3 separate regions of the Mus musculus genome follow, and all the other regions are linked to region 1. Evidence: chromatin contacts called from public Hi-C data. All regions are on one chromosome and are shown on one strand. Each heading gives the region's core, a stretch centred on a gene start, on an enhancer-like site or on the middle of the called end of the contact. The rest is flanking DNA. Distances are from core to core; before and after follow the strand shown. Region 1 overlaps Dclk1 (doublecortin-like kinase 1). Region 2 overlaps Nbea (neurobeachin). Region 3 overlaps Nbea (neurobeachin).

The links. Hi-C and Micro-C count contacts between places; a contact is called where the count stands out from the background.
Region 2: a Hi-C map of the N1E-115 cell line shows a contact between it and region 1, with 10 times the contacts expected there. The contact joins two enhancer-like sites. A contact is called at or near these places in 1 of 15 datasets of contacts at CTCF or cohesin (the NIH/3T3 cell line), 5 of 484 Hi-C or Micro-C datasets (the HL-1 cell line, the N1E-115 cell line, embryonic fibroblasts and 2 more), 1 of 115 datasets of contacts at active chromatin or transcription factors (differentiating embryonic stem cells) and 2 of 9 other capture datasets (embryonic tail and embryonic trunk).
Region 3: a Hi-C map of the N1E-115 cell line shows a contact between it and region 1, with 3 times the contacts expected there. The contact joins two enhancer-like sites. A contact is called at or near these places in 5 of 484 Hi-C or Micro-C datasets (the N1E-115 cell line, brown adipocytes, embryonic stem cells and 2 more), 3 of 115 datasets of contacts at active chromatin or transcription factors (differentiating embryonic stem cells, fibro-adipogenic progenitors and kidney) and 1 of 9 other capture datasets (adipose tissue).

Annotation. Positions count from the first base shown.
Region 1 is chr3:55,522,060-55,526,156 of GRCm38.p6, forward strand. All of the region lies in intron 16 of Dclk1 (doublecortin-like kinase 1), which reads left to right. Among named protein-coding and RNA genes, the nearest start is that of Gm31796, 19 kb to the right of the region's middle. Within about 2 kb of position 1,877, at least 30 of the 459 cell types and tissues checked have an H3K27ac peak or open chromatin away from gene starts, as enhancers often do. A contact at or near this core is called in the N1E-115 cell line, muscle stem cells and rod photoreceptor, where this site is marked.
Region 2 is chr3:55,753,754-55,757,850 of GRCm38.p6, forward strand. The region is part of intron 41 of Nbea (neurobeachin); the gene reads right to left. Among named protein-coding and RNA genes, the nearest start is that of Mab21l1, 27 kb to the right of the region's middle. Within about 2 kb of position 2,153, at least 49 of the 459 cell types and tissues checked have an H3K27ac peak or open chromatin away from gene starts, as enhancers often do. A contact at or near this core is called in the N1E-115 cell line and rod photoreceptor, where this site is marked.
Region 3 is chr3:55,682,854-55,686,950 of GRCm38.p6, forward strand. All of the region lies in intron 47 of Nbea (neurobeachin), which reads right to left. Among named protein-coding and RNA genes, the nearest start is that of Gm46804, 23 kb to the right of the region's middle. Within about 2 kb of position 2,213, at least 50 of the 459 cell types and tissues checked have an H3K27ac peak or open chromatin away from gene starts, as enhancers often do. A contact at or near this core is called in the N1E-115 cell line and muscle stem cells, where this site is marked.

The DNA of each region.
Region 1 (4,097 bases), core at 627-3,126:
AATCTTGATTGAGATGCCACACCCCCTCATTCCTTTTTTTCACCCATTCTTCACACTGACATTTGCCGGCTTTCTTTCCATCGCACATGCTCAGTATCGATTTCCCCTTACGGTTAAAAGGACAGTATATTCCGTGCTGATGCCAAAGCCTTTGCCTGTTGTTGCTGATTGCAGCAATGATGTTTCCAGTGCTCTCCTGCCCTGTAATAAATGGAACTACAGCAGCACTTCAGTGTGTGTTCTATAGAAGTATATACTGTCATTTTAAAGTTACCCAGCCCAGCCTTAACCTTCTCAGACGGTGAGACAATGCATTTACACCTTAGCAGTAGAAATGCCTCCCAATACAGCGGGCTACAGAATGCATTGTGTGTGTCAGTAAGCTTGTGTTTTCAAGTTCTCCACCTTTTCGTTTTGTTTCTGTTTTACCGTTCCCTTCCCCCTCCCTCTATGTACTAGCTCCTGCATGAATTTACTTTCTGAATTTTGTAACTGTCAGATTCTTTAGTTGGCTTCTCTGCTTGAGCAAGGGGGTCGATGGGAAGTGTGACTTTGTTTAACCAGCTTATGAATTCTGTCCCCTCGTTTCCGATTCCAGTCAATGGCGCTGGCGTCTCCTGCCAGGGGCATTGTGTGTGTATCTCTCTAGAGTTACCCACAAGCGTGATGGCTTGCGATGGTTTGAGACATGAACTCTGAGAAGTTCTAGGGAACTTCTCTTCACCTTAATGTCTCCAAAATGATCTCCAGGTAAAAGCTCCATGTTATAGCACTCACCAAGGAAAAAGCACCCCGAGCTTTGGCATTTGTTTTTCAAATAATAGAGTCTGTTGGTTGGCGCAGCACAGTATCTGCCTGACACCATTTCATGGATCAGACTGCCAAGTTTTACCACAAAAAAATTATATATATATATATGTTCATGTGTATATAGATACATATATACTTTATATATTATAATACATATACATTTCCCCTTTGATTATTGCTCCTAATTATTTTTTATAATTAGGGTCTCAAAACAAAGGGCTTAGAAAAGCAGAATATTCAGACAAATAACCAAAATCATGATCAAAGTCATGATCGTTTCTAGGTCTGCTTATAATAGGAAAACACCCTGGCTCGGTGAGAGGATTTCCCAGAAAGGGATCTTTGTGCCTTCAGGATTGGTCCAAGGGAGGGGATCCCACATCTAGTGTTTCATTTACCTAAGCAAATTAGCTCTGGGGGAGGGGGAGTTAATTATGATTCGCCTGCACACAGACCCAGCTTTTGACTTTCCAGCACTGAAGAGAGTGCAGCAGGGTACACAGTTCACAAATGCTGATCTCCCCAGTGGACCGCCCATGCTGTGCACACTCAGTGCCCTTTCCAGTGCCCTTTCAGGGCCTTTCCGGAGTGTGGCTTTGTGCCAGGGGCAAAGGCTAAGCAGAAGTCTACCTGTGGTGATTAGCCTTGCTCCCTTTCATACTTTATGCAAATCGAGCCGTAGTGGTGGATGCAGCCTTTCTTACCCTGTGTGTCCTGTCCTGGGGCGGATCAGCCAGACGTCTACATGTAGAATTGATAGATGGTGAAAAACAGGCCTCAAGTGTGTCTAATTACATCTGGACTTATTTGTATTCTTTTTGTTTTTTTTTTTTAAAGCATCCATAAATTCATCTAATCTCAGAAAAAGGAACATTCTGAGGAATTACAAAACTTATAGAATTAAGGGTAGAAGCAAAGTGTCAAGTAAACACAATAATTAATACACGTGATCCAGTATTAAAAAGACTAACTGCAAGCCTAGCGACAGTCCCCATCGGCAGACAAAATGACACATCCCTGAGTAACGGGCGGGAGCAGATGGGAGATTATCTCTTTCTTCTTCCACACATAAACCGCTCTGCTTTCCAGCTGGGGGCAGTAACAACAATGTTTATAGTTACTGCTGCACTAAACAGCGTACACAGTATGTAAAGCTAAACTGGAGACATGACACTAAAATCTCATTGCCGTCTATGCTTAATTAGGAAGTTTTATAATGCCATTTAGCCCCAGAATGAACACGCTCTCCTCGCTGATCACAAATGCTTCCCTTTTATCTCCACGGAAGTGGGAGCATTCATTTACCCACAGTGGCAGGCCAACTCCTCAATATAAACAATCGTTGACGGCAGAGGACCCCAGTCCCAGCGCTTGTGTTTGTAAGTGCTTGTGGCTGTTCACACTGTTCTGGGCAGAGTACTCCTGGGTCCCACTTGCACTTACAAAGTATCTCACATGAGGGTGTCAGCTGCTAAAACCGGCTCCTTGCAGTGCCCCAAATCAGTGAGGACTTCTTAATAGACATTTTATCGATCATGGAGACATGATGGGATGGAGGGGGGGTGTCCATTTTCTTCTTTCTCTTTTTCATGCCCCTGATTCTTTCTCAGCAACTCTGCTTTCTACCTACAGCCAGGGCTGCATTTTCTGGCTGGCCCATTTATCCAGGAGGCCTTACCACCCAAAGCCCAAGCCCACAAGCTCGCTGGGCTATTCCATGCCCCCTGAGGCCTGAAACATTGCTTCTCCCTGCTGCAAGTCACAAGAAAACACACCCTGCTCTAAACCTCCCTCCCCGCTGCCAAAGTGGGTCTAGTTGCATCATTTCTACCTCTCTCAAGTGCAGATGTCCCCCGTGGCCCATATCATGGCCGAGAACACGCAGAAGAGACTTCTGCATCTGAAGTATATGCAGACCATCAGGACCGTGACCAAAATGAACTAACTTGGTTAATAAAAACAGAACCAGCCAAACAAACAAACAAACACAGGAGGCCAGTCCTTTGAAAATGCTAAATAGGATGAAGCATGGAGGTGAAACAGGACAAAACTGGTTGGGTTCCCAGGCATGACATGACTAAAATGTGCATACTGGTTTCAAGCCCCTCCTGAAACAGTGAGTAATGAGGCAAACCCTGGCAGCCAGGCGCTGGCTTTGGGAGGCTATTAAATGCCGTCATGCTTGGCTGTTAAAAGGAACGGAGTCTATTAAGTGTATCTTGCTGGGTGCAGTTTGAAAGAGGTGTCCCTATTGAAGCCAGATAGTGCCCTCAGCACACTGAGATCTCTGCCCAAGGAGGCCTGCTTTGTGGCCAGTTGCTTTGACCTTGTGCTGAGTGCCAGAGGCTGCCAGAGGCAAGCAGATAGCATGGGATTGACCGCTCCTTCTAGCTCCCATCGCAACCCCTGGCTTCTTCTGTAACAAGGGGGGTGGGGGTGGGGTGGGGGGGGTGAGTTTAGAGCATCCAGCAAGTCACAGACAAATTTCAAAACCAGTCAAACTTTGGTGACACTTTTGGCTTCCAGAGGACAGTGAGCATTGGGTCCAGCAGTTGTCCCTTAATGTCCCCTGAGTGATGGCTCAGGCCAGGTTCAGAAACCCCAGAGCACTTGATAGCTATTGCTGTGGCAAAAAAAGTCAGGAATAGCTGAGAGTGGTAGTACATGCCTTTGATCCCAGCACGTGAGAGGCAGAGGCAGGTGGATCGCTATGAGTTTGGGTCCAGTTTGGTCTATGTAGCAAAATCCAGACCAGCCAGGACTCTACAGTAAACCTTGCCTCAAGAAAAAAAATAATAATAAGTTAAAAATATATAAATGAAGCACAGGAGAACCACCTGGGCATATTTCACCCAGCCACACCGCTGGCTGTTTCCTTTTGATTTTGTTTCATTTGGTTTTCAGAAGCCTCTTGTGAGAGAATTTCAACATCATATATATGCCTTTCTGTAACTTCAACATGTATCTAGAAATAAGAGAAAACCACGAAGCCTAAGTCCTCTCCCAAGTGGTATGAATTGAAAAGAGAGTCTATTCCTTTCTCTGGGGTTCTGGACAATTCAGTATCTGCTAAATACTCTTTGGTAGCTATTTGTACTTCACTGTCCTTCTTTTAAACTTTTTTTTAAAAAGCCTCAGTGATGTTTAAAATGTTGTCCTTGAGAAGAGGATTTGCATGCTGCAACACATGAGTGGAGCCTAGCCTTCTTCCTGTTTTAATTTTAAAGTTTTATTAGAATACAGCTACATCCACTCATTGTCATGTTGTCTGTGGCTCCTTACGCCCT
Region 2 (4,097 bases), core at 903-3,402, 230 kb after region 1:
AATTCTCCTCATTACTAGCTTGGTCCTTAGCTTCATAACAGAAATGTTCAAGGTATTTGTTAAAAACAGACTACCTTTTCTGCCCATAGAAAGACGTCTATATGCATGTACACGCATACACACCCACCCGCAGAGCTATCCATTCTTATGGAGAAAACAAATACTAACAATTGATGATGGTGTGTAGAATCCAAAGAAGTAATAGGGTTTCATCCCCACTCTGGAGGCAAGGTTGATGATAACACAGCAAGGCAGGAGAATTAGGCATGGAATGCACAGAGCCATAATTGAATTATCTGTAGCCAGTAAGGTTTATGTCTGCCAGATGACAGCGCACCAGAAGGCAGATGTGCATGGAAAGCAACAAAAGCAGGAGACAAGGCTGTAGGAAGCACAGCTCAGAGCAAGCACCGGAGAGACCAGCACCGCCAATCTCGGGACCTACTTTTGTCAAAAGAAGGAAATGAATGACACCAGTCACCTAGAGTGCCAGAGTGAAAGCGGTCAAACAACTTGGTGATACTTTTCTACTCTGTCAGAAGCCAGCCTCCACCTGTCCCTGTCTCCCCACATCCCAACATCCTAAACATTGTTTAGGCCTTAGTACTGAGCTTTGTCCCTCAGCAAACAGAACCCAGCCTTATTGAAGAGGTACTGTGTACTTTGCACCCTCTACAGATAGATTCTATCCATATGCTTATTACAAATCCTTTCTCTCTAGGCCCTAGCCCTGAATTCTGCTTACCAGCCAATGGAACTCACTCTTTTTGTCAAGGTCAAAGGTACTTTGCTATTTTGCTAGGAAGTTTCTATGTAGCTAGACCTAAAGTTTTGTTGCGATAACTGTCACATGGAAACCTTTCCCCAATCTTTTACTATGCTAAATCATGAGGTCAGACTCTGGAAGTTTCCTGGTGCCTACGAAGACAGTAGCAGTAGTTTCACTTTTCCCCTCACTCAGATCAGCTTCCTGCTGGCCATGAAGCTCCTGAAGGCCTTAGTGAGATGCCAGCACTGGCAGCTCCTGGGTGTGATGCTGCTGTGTACAAAGATGTGCAGGCATCACCTCACGACACCCAATTGCTTTGTGGCACACAGACTTCATCAAGCCTCTTTAATTCTTGGCAAATGCAAGACTCGCGTGATAGCTTTGAAAAATATCAACATTAAGAATACATTTTAAAATGTACTACCAAAATGACACTTTTGAGGAGTAACAGTCATATCACAGAGACAATCCTTCCTTTTAAGCCAGGAAACAATGTAAGGAAGCAACAAAATGATTCACATTCAAGACTCCATTCCGCAAATGGTAGCTTGCGTTTTTCCACACTCCGCTACACTGAAAAGGGGTAAGCAGTGAAAACGTGCTTCTGAGAGCTTGAAATCACATTGTACAGAAGTCACATCAAATTAATACTGAGGACCATTTAGGGCTTTTATTCTGAAAAGCTTCTGAAAGGGGATTAGACTATGAAAACTCTCATGATACTAAAGCACCTGTTAATGGGCTGAGGAGGTAAGAAAGGAACAATGGAAGTGTTATTTTTAGATAAGTCTTTACTTTGTATTCTGGCACAAAGCATTGCTCATGGGCATGCCAGCAGTCCTCAGCAATATCCCACGCATGCAGGCACTGGTGAGAGCAGAATCCCGTTGTCTTTTCTTTTTTGGAAACAAGTCATTTTCTCTGCATAGTCTCACAATGTGGCTGATACACATTAACAACTACAAACATAATTTGATGAAATAGTCAGAAAAATGGGGGCAGGATATGCTATCCTCAATAATGCAAAGTTTGAAAATACCCTATGAACTCTGCTTTCAAGTGGCAAAGAAGTGATTTTCACAAGACCACTACGACACTAACTCTAAAATCTTGCATTTTCATGTCCTATGATAATGTTTTACAGAACCAAAAATTATGTTTCAAAAAAAAAAAAAAAGGTAGGAAGGAGCAGGTAGAAAGAGAAAGGAGCCTAGATAGTTGTCAGCTCATCAAAAATAATGAGTGCTCAAGAGGTTTCAATGTCCTGCCTTCCCAGCAGCCTGTCCAATCACAACAGGCTGCCAGGGGGGAAGAGAGCCCGCAGAAAACACAGTCTTCATCAGCCCAGCTAGGCTTGTTCTCCCAACAACTGCACACCAGCCCCTGACAAGGAACACTATTGCTAGCCTGCTGAGCTCCATCAGCCCAGGGGCACACCACAGACTGGATGACAGCCTTAGTCTGTCCAACACTACAGCCTTCCCCCCCCCCCCCCCCCGGTCCCTGACACACAGTCACATGCTCACCTAGCAGTCTTATGACTAATGATGCAAACATGGAGTGTAAAGTCTCCTTAATTTGACCCTTGTTAAACTCCTAATTGGATTGGAGCAGGCTCAAGTGGAAAGCAACCCTCGGTTATTCAAGGGTTCTTAAGAATGAAGCCCAAATTATAAAAGGCAGCGGGGCTGCAGGACGGCACCAAGAACGGAAAATGAATTGCAGCTGTCACTTAAGTTAAACATCCAATCAATTGCCTTTTTAAAACAGGTAACTTTTACAACAGTTTCTTCATTGTGATGCTCTTCAGAGTGCGCCTGACCCAAATTTAATCAGCTGTTATTAAAGCAGAGGGTGGCCACAGCACACACACTGCAGGGCAAGCCGCTGTATTCAGAGCCTTAATGATTCTAAAATGACTACAACCATCGCTTCATTCACGAGGACAAAGCTCAGCCTCTCTGCTCCCCAACATCTTAACACAAGCTGTCTGAGTAGACAGCGTCCATTTGTCCTTCATGAACTGTGGAGGTCAGCCATGATGCAGATGAAGGCAGAGCAACAGTTCCATTGTGTTTCTTCCCTACGCTGTCTGAGGGGGGAAACTGACGAGTTCCTGTATATATAAAAAAAATCAAGCTTTTCTGCAAAGAAATCTATAGCGTAAGTGCAGACGAAGGGGGTGCCTGATATGCAGACAGGTGTAAAACATGAAGTAATTATAGAAGCTCAAATTAGTTCGTAGGCCTGAGGCGAGAAAGGAGCAGTGCCTCGACAAAAGGGAATAGCAAATCAGGGCAGCAAACAAAAAATGGCTTGAATGTGTAAATTAGCAAGAAAAATGAGACAGAAAAGCAGCTTTATTCTACTATTATTCCCCACATGAGAACAGAGCAGCTGAACATGATCAAGAGAGCTTTGGAGAAGAGAGGCAGGTGTCACCAAGGCCCTCCAGAGTGTCAGCTCTGCCCTCCCTGCCAGCTACTCATTATGCGCAAGCTCTTGAGAAGTGCCTCCTAGACCTGACCTCTCATATTACTTCTTCTGTAAACACATAATCCCTGCTTGTTAGGTGGTGTCAACACCAGCATTCATCCACTAAGGGAGCGAACAGACACTTCAGAAGTGCTGCCAAAACCAAAGAACCGACACCGAAATACAGCAACCTGCATTTCAACAAGGTAAACAGATCTAGTGCTTTTCTGTAAAATGCAGTGTCAAGAGCCTCTTCTCTCATTAGCAAAGAAAAAAAAAAGGCCCAAACTGCTTGCTATAGTAAGACTACTTTCTTGTACAAGTAATTATTGGGTTACATACTCAAGGCCTGGAATAACACCTATTTATCAATTGCCTTCTGTGGTTATACACATTCACTAAATAAATCTTTCTTTAAATCACACAAACACATAAATCCCAACCAACAGGTCATGAACAATCCATCAATAATATAAAACTCAGCTGAGCCCAGTGGCACATGCCTTTAATCCTAGCATTCAGAAGACAGAGGTAGGTAGATCTCTGGGTTCAAGTCTGGCCTTGTTTACAGAGTAAGTTCCAGGACAGCCAGGGCTACATAGAGAAACCCTGTCTTGAAAAACAACAAAAGAAAACAAAGCAAGGAAAAAAAAATCATAAAACCTGATGTGCATTACTTGGACCAAGCATGGTCAACTGTAATGTTAGGGGTTAAAACTTCATGGAGAATTTAATACCCTACATCTGCATTGGCAAGGGTAGTTACCATTGTCTTAATGTATAATGAGAGCTAAACATTTAATATATAGGATTGAAAAATGTAATCTCATATTTTTAGTATCAATTTTATTGA
Region 3 (4,097 bases), core at 963-3,462, 160 kb after region 1:
GTTGTTCCTCAACTAATTTTCAGGAACAATGGTCATGACTGAATACAGAAAGATTTGGGTAACAAAGCCAAAGTAGGGCTTGGAAGTGGGGGACAGGGGTGCAAGCGTGCCTAAGCACCAGCAGGAGGGACAAAGGCAGGGCAGCAGCAAGGCGCAGAGCAGGGCCAGTGCTGAGCAAGGCCACACTGAGCTGCTGAGAAAGGGAGAATTCCAGTTAAGTTATATATGTGACATGAAATTTCAAAGAAAGACCTAAACATAGAAGGAGAAAGAGAGAAGGGGCTGAGTGGAAAGCTGTAAGGTGAGCAAACATGCTGACTGTCTGCCAGGGTAGTACTGTAGTCTGGGTACAGAGAAAGGGTGGCATCACAGCTGGCCATTCCCAACAACAAACACAGCCCACAGGCAAGGGGCTGCAGTTCAATAGCCCTGAGCTGGGATGGGGACGAGCCACATGGAGTCTGTGATACCAGGGCCTGGGGGATAACCCTGTAGCAAGGACCGTCCCTGCTCGTCCTCACACAGCCTAGTAGGATGTGCTCCTGAAGCCGACTGTAACCTACACTGCTGGAAGGAGCAGCAAGAGTTTTAAATCTGAAGGAACTGCTCACATTTCCAACAGTGGCGACAGTCCCGAGACAGAGGCGTTTTAAAGTAGTTATCATGAAATATCTGACTTTGAACAGCTAATTGGCAAGGTCACAGAGGATTTAAAACACTAGAGTAATTGTAATAGGGTCGCCTGGACAAGAAATTGGGGGCAGTTTAGTGGTTCTGATGGAGAAGGAGCTGATACAGCAGATAAAGTTTGAAGTTTTATTTCTGTTCACTGCTTTAAAATATCATTTGGACTAGCTGATTTCAGTGAAAGGTAGTATGTAAATGAAGGATACTGGCACCATCTCCTTATATTAATAGCAATATTATTTAAGATTTGCTCACTTTAATGATAACATAAGACAAAGAGAGCATCACCACTGAGGTCTAGCTGCTTTTGTGCAATGACATCTTTATCTCTTGTCCCACACTAGGAATCAAGGGGCCACTCAGTCTTAAAGTAGAAGGCCTTACTGTATCCTGCCATGATTCTAAGCACCCTACATGTGCTTCCATGTTTCTCATTGTTGACGAACACTTCATGGGGTGAAAGTCTTACCAACCCATTTTATAGATGTGAACATAGATGCCAAGAAGGTGAAAATTTGCCCAGCCAAGCTCCCCAGGTGTCCTGTAGCATGGAGTCCAGCTATCCTGGTTGAGCTGGTATTCTTATTGCATACTGTGAAGGAATTGCTTTAATTTGTAAACTTGGGGGTGGTCTTTTACATAGAAATTAGTGAAACAGAAACATAATTAAAAGAGTAGTGAATCAGCAAAGGCTTGAAATGTGAGGTCCTGGGTTGGGACTAGGGCGCAGGCTGGGTTGGGGAGGGTAAGGTGTTACTGTGTGTGTGGGGGGGGGCGGGGAGTGTACAGATTACAGAGAGAGTAGGAGATGAGCTCCCTGAGTGATGCAGTGGAGGGGAGGGAGGTTAACAAGGCTGCAGCCTCAATCCCTTTAGAGGAACTCGTGTCCAAGGAACTTTCTAGGCAGATTGCTTAAAGTGACCAGGGGTATATGGACAAGATGGTATGAAGGAGAAGGATGAACCTGCCCTGGCTTGAGACAGGGTTTTTACAAACACAAAGGTCTACATTAAGATGGCAAAACATTCTTAAAATAAGATGCAGGCTGCTCAAGTTGAGGGTCAGCTCCAGAGTAACCAACAAAATGTAGCCACAGGGTGAAGCTTTATCAGGGGTATAGTCGGTCTCCTGGGAGCTATGTGAAGAATATTGAAGGTGGTTCCTGCAGATCTGTACAGCTACACAGTGAAGTCTAAGGATGCTGTAGGCACTGCCTCTGTCTCAAAAGATTTGAGTAAGCTCTTTTTTTTTCTTCTAATACTGAATTATGATTAAATATACAGAGTGGATGCATGATTTTATAGCTGCTGGACCAACAGGCAAAGGTACCTTGGCCCCACTTCCTACAAGCAAGCAGGCAGAAAAGCATTCGACTGTAAGAAGAGGCAATGAATGAAAAAGACTGACTCACAGGGCAAAGCCAAGGCCCCAGAGGATTGAAAGAGTCACAGGGCACAAGAAGCAGTGAGCCTGGGACAGACAGCAGCTGAGCAGACCCTGCTGGCCTTAGTCTCCTTTCTACCTGCCTGTGTGAGGGCTTTTGAAAATCTCCTGGTGTCTGGGGAACTCCTTTCCAAAACAAGCTGCTTTGAGCACTTAGGGAGCCAACCAAAACCAGGGCACAGCTGCTTGGCTTCCATACAGAAACGCTAGACAAAGCTCACCAGGGTAACTGGCCTGCTCCCTGCACACATCCTCACTGCTGTTAAACGTCGTCTATTTAAGGAAAAATCCAAGGAGTTTAAATTTTGCTAAATGAAAAACAGTACAGAAAGACAAAGAATATTATTAAAGAAATGGCAAAGCGGGTATTATAACAGGCATTTTGTGTCTGCAAATGTGATTTCTAGTTTATTTTAACAGCTATACTAAAACCCCATGGTACAGTTAATAGTAGTATATGCGTTCTGTCAAAAATAGGAAAATATCCTCAAAACACAATTTCTAATTTACAAGCTTATGACAAGTTCAAGCTGCTGAGAAATTGAACTGGAAAGTATGTCTTAGGATGATAGAAGGCCACTATTAACACTATCATAATTGTGTACCTACTGCATCAAACCTGACATTTCAGTTTAATATATTTTGCTGAGAGCCGTACCATTTTATGGCTTCCTGGTGAAATCAAATCTAACCCAGACGTTTTCACTTTCCCAATATAATTCACTGTGAGGTTTTAAAGCTGCCAGCGCTTTTCTATCCTTTTCCCAAAAGATTGATGCCTGGGCATCTGCTAATTCCACGAGAGCTCATAATGGGTCACCGAGGCAGTGTGAGCACCTCCATTAACTGCATTAATTTACACTATGTCACCTTAATGACACTGTGTCACAGCCACCTCTTCTAACATCTACATAGCCATTCAGAAAGTAACCTAACAACTTCGGAAGGTATTAGGGAAAATTAGTGAAAGAACATCTCTAAATGGAATATCTCTGCTAGCAGGGCATGGCTGAAGGAAAGAAATTTAAAATCAAAATACAATTTGACTCCACTCCTGGGGCCTCTCCTCAGAAGTCACTTGGGCAGCTTCCCTTCCTACCCAGCTTGGGTTCATTAGCACAGGAAGACACTGACATTAATGGAGAGAGACAGAATAAAACCATCTACCTCGTTCTCAATCTTTCCTGCCAGGTTGTCTAAGTTAGTAGATAGTGCAGAGGTAGTTTTCTTCTTTGGAAACAAAACCACATTTCCCTAAAAACAAATCAGCTGCTACATACAGAGTAGAGAGAAGAAATAAAATTCGATGTTCTAGCAGTTAGTGGGATTATTATTCTTAGTAACTCACTCTTCCCTGCTAAGTCAGTCATTATTTTAGAGTGAAAAATGCCTTAATCAATGTATGGAATCAACTTTAAAAAGTTTCAACTCACCACTAATTATTTTTAAAGACGCCATATATTCTAACATTTTATCATATCACCAGAATGTTAACATTTTAACATTCTGGTGCTGTAACAGAAAACATCAGGCCATGTGTGCACATTATGTGATTGGCAACACACATACACACATGCACACACAGGACAGGAACCTAATGCATTCTTAATATGCACACACACACACACACACACACACACACACACACACTACAAACTCATAGATGTTACACACACACATGGAATAGAAGCCACACTGTCTGCTATTTCTTCTTTTTCTTTTTAATTTCTTGAGACAGGGTTTCTATGTATAGCCATGGCTATCTTGGAATTTACTCTGTAGATCAGTCTGGCATCAAACTCAAGAGATCTACCAGTCTCTGTTTCCTGAGTGCTGGGATTAAGGATCCAGAATGCCTGGATTCTGTCTGCAGTTTCAAAGATTGTTTTCAACCATTCAGAAGGCACAAGACCAAACCCCCAAAGGAGGCAAACAACATGTGTCATCTTTTGGTCTGTAAGTGCAGC